Linked DNA regions of Mus musculus: region 2 is linked to region 1. The links are chromatin contacts, called in public HiChIP or PLAC-seq maps. All regions are on one chromosome and are shown on one strand. Each heading gives the region's core, a stretch centred on a gene start, on an enhancer-like site or on the middle of the called end of the contact. The rest is flanking DNA. Distances are from core to core; before and after follow the strand shown. Region 1 overlaps Gm11482 (predicted gene 11482). Region 2 overlaps Tnfsf8 (tumor necrosis factor (ligand) superfamily, member 8).

The links. HiChIP or PLAC-seq counts read pairs in DNA pulled down with a chosen protein or histone mark.
Region 2: a contact with region 1 is called in a BATF HiChIP or PLAC-seq map of CD8 T cells, with 26 read pairs. The contact joins two enhancer-like sites. A contact is called at or near these places in 2 of 484 Hi-C or Micro-C datasets (bone marrow-derived macrophages and stem cell-derived neural stem cells) and 3 of 115 datasets of contacts at active chromatin or transcription factors (CD8 T cells and large pre-B cells).

Annotation. Positions count from the first base shown.
Region 1 is chr4:63,637,503-63,642,216 of GRCm38.p6, reverse strand. It overlaps Gm11482 (predicted gene 11482), which reads right to left. Exons shown (of 4, transcript NR_151544.1): 4 at 2,739-3,179. Among named protein-coding and RNA genes, the nearest start is that of Gm11482, 5.4 kb to the right of the region's middle. Within about 2 kb of position 2,191, at least 16 of the 459 cell types and tissues checked have an H3K27ac peak or open chromatin away from gene starts, as enhancers often do. A contact at or near this core is called in CD8 T cells, where this site is marked.
Region 2 is chr4:63,839,820-63,844,533 of GRCm38.p6, reverse strand. All of the region lies in intron 2 of Tnfsf8 (tumor necrosis factor (ligand) superfamily, member 8), which reads left to right. Among named protein-coding and RNA genes, the nearest start is that of Tnfsf8, 19 kb to the left of the region's middle. Within about 2 kb of position 2,438, at least 23 of the 459 cell types and tissues checked have an H3K27ac peak or open chromatin away from gene starts, as enhancers often do. A contact at or near this core is called in CD8 T cells, where this site is marked.

The DNA.
Region 1 (4,714 bases), core at 942-3,441:
CAGAGACAAGTGTACCCACGAAACCTGGTGGAAATTGGTGAGCTTCAGACTCAGTGAAAAAACTTGTCTCAAAAAATTAAGGTGGGACACGATCATCTCAACTGATAGAGAAAAGGCCTTTGACAAAATCGTTCTTGGATTTTGTTTCTTTCTTTATTTTGTTTTGTTTGTTTTTATTGTTTTTGTTTTACCATTATTTGTTTTATTTTTTTATGTCTTTTTTTTTTCTTAAGATTACAAGGGCTTTAAGTTGAAAGGGTGAGTAAGTAGGGTGGACCTGTAAAATGGAAGGGGAAACCATTAGAAGAGCATATTGTATGAAAATAACTTTATTTTCAATTAAAATTAAATTTAAAAAATCGAAGTGGGAAGCTACTGAGAAAGACATCCAATATGGAGCCCTGGCCCTCACACACATGCATATACACGTGAACACATACATGTATACCACACACATACAAAGTTGCTATGGATCTTAACACTAAGGCAAGTGGGGCAGGAACTGAGACGTTCCTCAGGCAAGAGTTTGAGAAAAGAGATTAAGAGGAGATTCCCAGCTCCAGAAAGTCTCTTCATCAGAAGTCATCACTTCACCCTGACATCCCCATCACTCAACCAACAGAAGAGCAACCTCTAGGCCAACCCTTCCAAGACCCATCTGAGCTTCTGAAAGACAAGGATTTGACCTGCTCCCAGGGACCTCTTCTATTTCACAGTGTGCCAGTGTCGAGAGGAGATGTGTTCACTCCCTTATCACTCTCAATCCACGTGCACACACAAGGGATGTTGGCGGTGTATTGATAGATCTCAGCTTAAGCCATGTGGGAACAGGGTAAAGGGATGGAAACAAGAGACCCAGACAGGGAATCTAGTTACTAAACTTATGGAAGTTAGGCCATATGACAAAATGTAAGAGCTACAGCCCCCAGACAAATACTATAGAACGTCTTTTTTTCTCTCTTCTGAAAGTGGATGTAAAAAGAGTTCTGAGCTAGTGCATCTGGGCACTGGCAAGCTTCCACTTAAAGAGACATGAGCTGTGTGTGGTGGTGGGGGTCATCACACTCTGTGTGCAGGAATGAGGGGTTATGCTCCTGGAGGCCCTCTGAGACCCCTGTGGGGTGGTCTCTTCCGACTTCTGGGCTTTGACACTCCCCAAAAACCTCATCGTAGAGGAAGGGAGTCAAATCAATGTTCCCTTCCAGTACCCATGCTCTGACATACTGGGATTGGACAATAATCTAAAAGAATCAGAAAGACCCACCTCAGGCCTCCAGAGTTCAGCCCTTGGAAATGGGTATGTTTTGGTGCCCTTCCCTGTAGCCCTGCAAATGACAAGGAACTGGATTAAGGTCTACTTGCATTTAAGCAAAGAATACTAGAAAAGCATGTGTTTGGTGTTTAAGAATCTGGACACTTGCCAGATTCACTCCTATTTCTGCCACAGAAAGAAAAAGTCCCAAGGGGCTGTGAGTGCTAACATCACCAAAACAGACACAGACTGTTTGTACGTCTTAGAAGAAATCTGGGTTGCCCTTAGCACTCACTCTTGCACTGATACACAACAGTGTGGTTCATTATCAATTTTCTCATGAAGAGTGTTAGCCTTTCATTTCCACAAGCAGCCATCATTCCAAGGTTTGACTTCTCTCAGTGCAGCCATCTTGTGATGTCTGTAGATGTTAGAGTGCTGTTGGGGGTGTGGGGGGCATTTGAAACAACTAACATTAAAGGATTTTCAATACATATAGCAGAACACTGAGTTCTTACATGTACTAACAGAAAGAAACATTATCTTCTTTAAGATATATATTATCAGGGTTGAAGCTAGATCAATGCATGAGTGAGGCTCTAGATCCAATCCTTACTACTGCAGAGAGTGGGAGGAGGCTCAAAAATCCATGCAGTCCCCAAAATATTAACTCATTTTTCATCTTTCCCTCTTACTATCAGGTTCTAGAGGACTTATGAGCTGCCTAGAAGAATCCCATATCGCTGATACTGTAATCATTTGTTTATATTACATAACAGAGGCATGCCTTTCATACATGTCTTTGGCAGCCTAGGCAGGCAACAGCATGACTGTTTACATGCTATGAACACAAAGCCTCTGAAGGGTTCTCATCTCTAAAGTACATTCTTGCCAGTCACAGGGTAAGGTGTGTGAAAGTTTTCACAATGACTCAGAAGTGAAGGCTCTTGGGAAAGAAGCAGGTCATAACCCACAGAACCCACAGCCCGGGGCTACAGCACAGCTCTAAGCTCTCTCTTGGGTGCCAAAGACAACCTCCAATCCAAGATGGGCCCAGATAAGGAGCCCTAGACACACCAGAGACCAGAAACTGCCTCTTTACCCCTTCTATTGGACACAAGGAGCAGAATTTTATCTTTCAGCTGTCTTTCTGTCTATCCCTCCATTCACTCATCCACATATAATAAATTGGACCCATTTGGATCTCCATTCCCATCCCATCATTTACCCAAGCTTTTGCCATGTAACAGGGAAGTCTCCCTAGCCTGGTCTGTCTTGGAACCTGGCCACATGACTTCGACCAATAAGATACTAGGCAACATGACATAAAGAAGTCGAGAAAAGTTAGTTGTATTGTGGGTCTCCCCACTTTGTGGACTGTCAGTAGATACAGTCCACAAGAGCAGTGGAAGTAGAGACATCACTCAGGGAGTTCCAGAAGCCCTGTCAGTACATATGGTGCATAAACTACACGGAGACCCACAGTCAATAGGCAGATCAACTTTACTTAATGTGATTGAAGGCTTATAAAGTTTTGGGGGAATAAGGGTAAGGACATCAAGGGTGAGCAAAGGTCATTGGCTCGGGGCTGAGGGTACCTAGAATGCCTCATTAGCTTTGGGAAGCATTTCAGGTACCTTAGGCGATTGCTGAATGGGTTTTATCAGGAGAAAGGGAATTGATCCTATAAACTAAGTGAGACTACATGGCATCCTTAGGGAGAAGAGTTCATGTGGGGGCTTAGAATTTCCCACGCAAGGTCAGAGAAGGAGAAAACCCATTAACAAAGGGAGTTTCCCATAAGTGCGCCAAGCCCAGAAGGTATCCGGTCACATGGACTTCGACTGTAATTAACAGAGTTTTCCCACGTTGTATGTTTCCACTTTCCACTTGTGGCCTCTTATATCATCTTATAGCATGGGCTATCCTATAGAGAAACAAGGGACAGATGAGGCACAGGAGGCCACCTTTGGTGACCTATATATACACAGCAATTTTGCATCATCCAGCAGAGAGCCAAATTCTTACACATGCCATCAAGCCCAGCTAACCACCTCAAGCACAGATACAGTGGGAAGCAAGCATGCCCATAAGACAATGGACTTTTACAGTTACATGTCATTACTGAGGCAATGAATCACCTCCACATCCCAGCCAGAAGGCAACAAGAACAAAAGATTATTTGCAGAATCTACCCAGGACACTGTTTCTAATTTGTGGTTAGCTAGAGTTCAGTCTCGTGGCTGCTTTTGCTGGAAAAAAAAAAAAAAGACTGAGTTCAATTCTTTGTTCCAGATAGCTGTATGTTTTCTAACTAAAACCTAGAGGTTCTTTTTCTGTAGGAGAAATGGAAGTAGAAGCTGGGAAGGGACAGAAATAGAAGTTTCTGCCACGTGTGCTGGGAAACTTTGAGCAAATTTGGAAAATTTGAGCAAATTCCCTTCTTGTGGCCTCAGTGTCCCTACAAGTACAAGACGGCCAAAGAAGAGAACCATCTACATGGTCTCACAAGGCCCTTCTAGAAGTCAGAGTGAAGGGTTTGAAGGAGTTGAGCATTCGCTAAATACCATCAGAACAAATACCTATTTATACATCCAGGTGACAGCCCCCTTCATCTGAAGGCAAATGTGTAGGCTTCCACAGCATCTTATAAAGGCTTTGAGGATCAAAACATTTGGGAAGGGAGTGGTTGCATCTTCAAACAACTCGCCTTAGTTTACTGCCATTAAATTATACAGTCCATACATGTGATTTATGAAGAAGGAAGAAACCTTTGCTTGCTCAGAGTCAAATTGCAGCCTTCAAAAAGGCTTTAAAGCCTCTGCACTCTGCAATGATCTGGCATGTTTCCTGAGTACTTGAACAGTATCACAGGGCTTCCCAGTGTAAGAGTGCTGGTGTCTTCCACCTAACATATGTCAAAACAAGGCAGAATCTTCCAGCAAAATCCTAGGTCTATGGCTCTCTCTTTATCTAAAAATCACAACTATTGAATCTGGGAGAGAAATTATACTTTAATTTACCACCATGAAATTACATAGCTCATAGGTAAATGGCACATGGATCAGAAACCTTTGCACAGTCTAATTGGGGCCTTTTAAACATCTTAGAAAACCTTACAGTTCTCTGAGGAAAGAGAACACCCAATATATGTATTATGCTCACTTGACTTACAGCTCAGAAATTTTTCCTTTTCAAACAAAGTATTTATCTCTCCTCTTGAATAAGAACAAATCACAGTGACTCTGAAGTCCAGGCCTCATGGAATGTCCTTCTAGCCATAGACATCATGGCTGCCCTGGATTTTACATGAAATGTGTAAGCCATAACACCAAAACTGGTGATGGTGAGAATCTAAAATGTTGGGTTCAGTAAGTCTATCAGTCCTGTAGAAATCCTTAGCATTTGGATCCCATTTACAGACATGGACACTGGAGCTCAGAAAAATAACTTGTCTAAGAA
Region 2 (4,714 bases), core at 1,189-3,688, 200 kb before region 1:
AGGCCCATCAGTCTTTAACATGCATTACCTGCAATGAAGTGCCCTAGAGTCAGATGTGTTTACCTTACTACCACAACAGGTCAGCACTTCCAGCTCCCAAAAGCCTTCACAGTATTGATGTGGATCCTAACTTCATTTTAACCCATTTCTGTTCATTGTTTTCTCTGTGTTCAACAATAAGCATGCTGTCTATTAGGGATTTTTTTTTTCAAGGACCGTTGTGAATCCAGAGTCTCCCTTTTACATATGACTTCTCTTGAGATTCCTGTCTATATCATAAATATTCTTGGCCTGGTAGCATCAAGGAAATGGTTAGATTTGAAGGAATGTCTGTGAAGTGACCCTTTGCACAATGCCCGCCAGGTTAAGAGTTCCCATTGATCCCAAATTCGGCTGGGAATGAAGATTCCTCTAGATGTCGCTGTTGGGACTTTCCCTGGGTATTCATTCTCCAGGGAAGAAGAAACTAAAACGTTTCTTCTGTTTCTTCAAAGATTAAGATATTTCCAAGAGGTCTTCACCCTCCCCTCCCCCACAAAATCAGAGAGTCTCAAACAATTGTGTAGAGAACTGAGAAAACCTACTCTCACAGGCGATACAGTGTTTCATCCCTCCCCGCCCCACCCCTTCAAATCAGAGAGCCTCAAACAATTGTGTCCAGAAGTGGGAAACTCTACTCTCACAGGTAATACAGTGTTTCATTTTAATGAGCATCTCGTTATCTAATCCTCTCTGTATGGCATCACAGAGCTATCCCAAGAAAACAAGAAAAAGAGACAAAAAGAAAAGCGACCTCACATTCTCAGAGTCACGGCTAGCCATGTGCTGTGTCTGTTACTAGACATCTGTAATCTTAATGTGTGTCATATTAGCTACGCATCTCTGTTGAGTGTCACTGGGTTTACTTCACTGGTACAGTAAGGAGCTGAAGTTCTGGGAGAGGAAATGACGGATCCAACACCTTCACTAGAACCACATGTTCTCTGAGAAGCACCATCTGCCCGGTCCTTATAGGAGTCGTTCTGAAGAAGTTGACTAGGTCACAAATCATCTGACTCGAAAGCCCCATTTCCCTGACCTGTGACTTGACCCGGGCACTCTCCCAGACTCAGGATCAGGAAGGCACCCTGAAGCTGCTTTCCCAGCAACGTCCTCCAGCTGTCTCCTGAGGCTTCAGTCCCGGGTGTGTGTAATGGCTACAGACTCATCTCTCCTCCCTTTAACCCTCACTGCTCTAGAATGATCTAGAAAGGCATTTCTACATCTCAGTCAACAATGTTCCCCATCTAAATAGGAACGCTAAAATCTGAAAGAGAATATTCCAGACTCCCAACATCCAAACATCAACTAAGCCTCTTCTCTCAGAATAAACCCCTCCAGACTCAGGCACTGAGGAGACAGATTGCAGAGATACAGTCTAGATGCTCAGTCCACAAATCTCTGGAGCCACAGCAAGATTCCTACTGCCTGGGGCACCTATACAAGTCTTCATATCCACAATAGACTATCTTATCATGGGTTCACAAGCTGATGAGACTTGAGTTGCATGACTGGTACCCCACAAAATATTGTCTAGGTCTTAGCAAGATCCCTGTGACTTTCAAAGCGGCCAGCCCACTTTTTGAACAGCACTGACTGGCCAAATATTCAAGCTCCCATCTCTGTGACTTGGGTTATAACTTGGGTGTCCTTCTTATATGTCTGCCCCGGAAACCATGTGAGGAAAAGGAGATCAGAGTGGTGTTAGTTGTCAGCTGAGAGCATTTTAAGCCTTCAGAAGCCACTAAGACTCTTGGGGTTTGAACCCCACCACGCATCCTTCACTCTTCTTTTGCTGACACCTCCAAAAGTGAAGTAACAGAGATGGCACCCTTCTCCAAGGTCTTCTTCCAGCTCAACAGTGTCAATCTCTCAATACCCAGCCCCTCCTTGAACCAACTCCAGCAATGGCATTCTTAGAAGGAGAAGCCTGTGCTTAGTCTTAAGCATGAAACTATCTAATCAATTCTTGAAGAAAAACTACAGTATGCCTGCCATTTGACTTCAGGAAATGCAAATGCTTCAAAATAAGGTAGACTTTTTCCATCATTGGGTTTCTCAGAATTACAGCTGAGGTCACCCCACTGTACACATGAAGACCAAAGGGGAAAAACAGAAGAAAAAAACGCCTGCATGTGTGAGAGACAAGCCTGGGCTTGTACTTCTGCCACCATCTGTAGATGCTCAGCTCTGGCAGATATCACCACAAGCCACCTGATACAGAGGGACCTTAGGACTAGAGAGATAGAGCCTGTTTTTGATGTGACATCCTGGCTTTGATCCAGGGCATGAATCCTACTTTTCCACCTAACTTAGAATCTGTGAGAGTCAGGCCAATATTCTCCCTGCCAGGGGAAAAAGCAAGCACTCCTTCTCACTACACTGATGCCCTTAGCACTGGTCCAGCCAGAGCTACAGAAGGAAATAAGAGAGATGGTCTAGTTGACTCCACTCAGCAAATGCATCTTCTTGGCTGATCAGTAGGAGAGACTAAACAGTAGTCTCTGCCAGGATGTGTTTTAAAGGACAACTGGCTTGATAGAGGCAGGGCATTCCACTTGACAGGAACCAGAGGTATGCAGGTGGAAGCATATCCATGTAGTTGTGTACTGGAGCTGCACGTCTCCAAACTTGTGTAGAGTGGGGGGAAATCCGTTTGGGCATTAGAGTCACACTGACTGAGTTTTGATCTCCACCCTACTAGCAACTAGATGTGTGGCTGAGAACAAGCCAGTTAACCCTTTCTTATTCATCTATTTATTTATTTATATTCCAACTGCTGCACCCTCATCCCATTCCTCCCTCACAGAGTCCTTCTTCCCATTTCCCCTCCCCTTCTCCTCTAGGAGGATGCTCCCCCACTCCTCACCCATATATCCCCTCCCACCCTGGAATATCAAGTCCCTGCAGGATTAATTATGCACATCCTCTCCTGCTGAGGCAATACAAAGCAGTCCTCTGCTTCATACTTCATACGGCATCTGCATCTGTTTCAGTCAGCTGCCGGGTAGAGCATCTCAGAGGACAGTTATGCTAGACTCCTGTCTGCAAGCACAACATGGCATCCGTAATAGTGTCAGAGATTAGTGTTTACCCAAGGGATAGGTCTCAAGTTGGGCCGTTATTGTTTGGCCATTTCTTCAGTCTCTGCTCCATCTTTGCCCACCCTCCAGTTAAACTTTTAAAACCTATAGTTTCTAATGTAAATAACAGAGATAACTGTAAACTATCTCTCATGGGATGATTGTAAAAATTAAATCTCTTATGGGATGCTTGTAAAAAAATGTAAAAATGAAATCATGGCTGTAGCATGCTCAGTAAAACATTACAGAAATAGTCAACATTAGTTATGATGGTGGTAGTGGTGATGACATTTATTACTATTAAGACACAGAATAAAATGAGGGAGGGTATGGGCTGATACTGGAGAGATTGGGAGGAGTCAAAAGCCCATCAGAGCTGTAGGGAACATAAATTAGAAAGTGATTCACAGCAAAGAGAGTCCGATTTGCATCTCTCTGGTTTCTTTTGGTTGATGTTCTACAGTCCCAAAGATGAGATTGGACAACAGTCACACTTCCTTAGACTATTACACTTTGGGATCAAATTTCTGGTTATACACATCCACGAGTATGTGCAGGGCAGCAACAAGCCTCACAAGAACACTGCTTAGATGATAATTATGGGCTAAGATCTAGAGAGTGGAAGCTGGCCTTCAGCCTTTGATGGGCCAGAAGCCCCGTGTGAGTCCAGAACAGCTAGAGATGAATACTGCCCCTACTTCTGCTGGGGGTTCCTCTAGTAGTGAGCTTGCTCAGACAGCAGAGGGAACCCTTCACTCAGCTTCTAGCTGTTCTCGGGGCCCCAGGGTCTTTCTCGAATGAATCTGGACAATAAGATAAAGGAAGTAACTGGTAGTACCCATGTGTCTCTGTTTAGTTTCTGTTTCCAGGATCTGTCCGTTGGTGAGTCGGGTGTTGAAGTCTCCCACTATTATTGTGTGAGGTGCAATGTGTGCTTTGAGCTTTACTAAAGTTTCTTTAATGAATGTGGCTGCCCTTGCGTTTGGAGCATAGATATTTAGAATTGAGAGTTCATTTTGTAGATGAACTTTTGGTAGATTTTTACCTTTGATGAGTATGAAGTGCCCCTTCTTGTCTTTTTAGATAACTTTGAGTTGGAAGTCAATTTTATTTGATATTAGAATGGCTACTCCAGCTTGTTTCTTCAGACCATTTGCTTGAAAATTGCTTTCCAGCCTTTTACTCTGAGGTAGTGTCTGTCTTTATCCCCGAGGTGGGTTTCCTGTAAGCAGCAAAATGTTGGGTCCTGTTTGTGTAGCCAGTTTGTTAGTCTATATCTTTTTATTGGGTAATTGAGTCCTTTGATGTTAAGAGAAATCAAAGAAAAGTAATTGGTGTTTCCTGCATGGTACTGGTACAGCGACAGACAGGTAGGTAGATCAATGGAATAGAATTGAAGACCCAGAAATGAACCCACACACCTATGGTCACTTGATCTTTGACAAGGGAGCTAAAACCATCCAGTGGAAAAAAGACAGCATTTTCAACAATTGGTGCTGGCACAACTGGTTGTTATCATGTAGAAGGATGAGAATTAATCCATTCTTATCTCCTTGTACAAAGCTCAAGTCTAAGTGGATCAAAGAACTCCA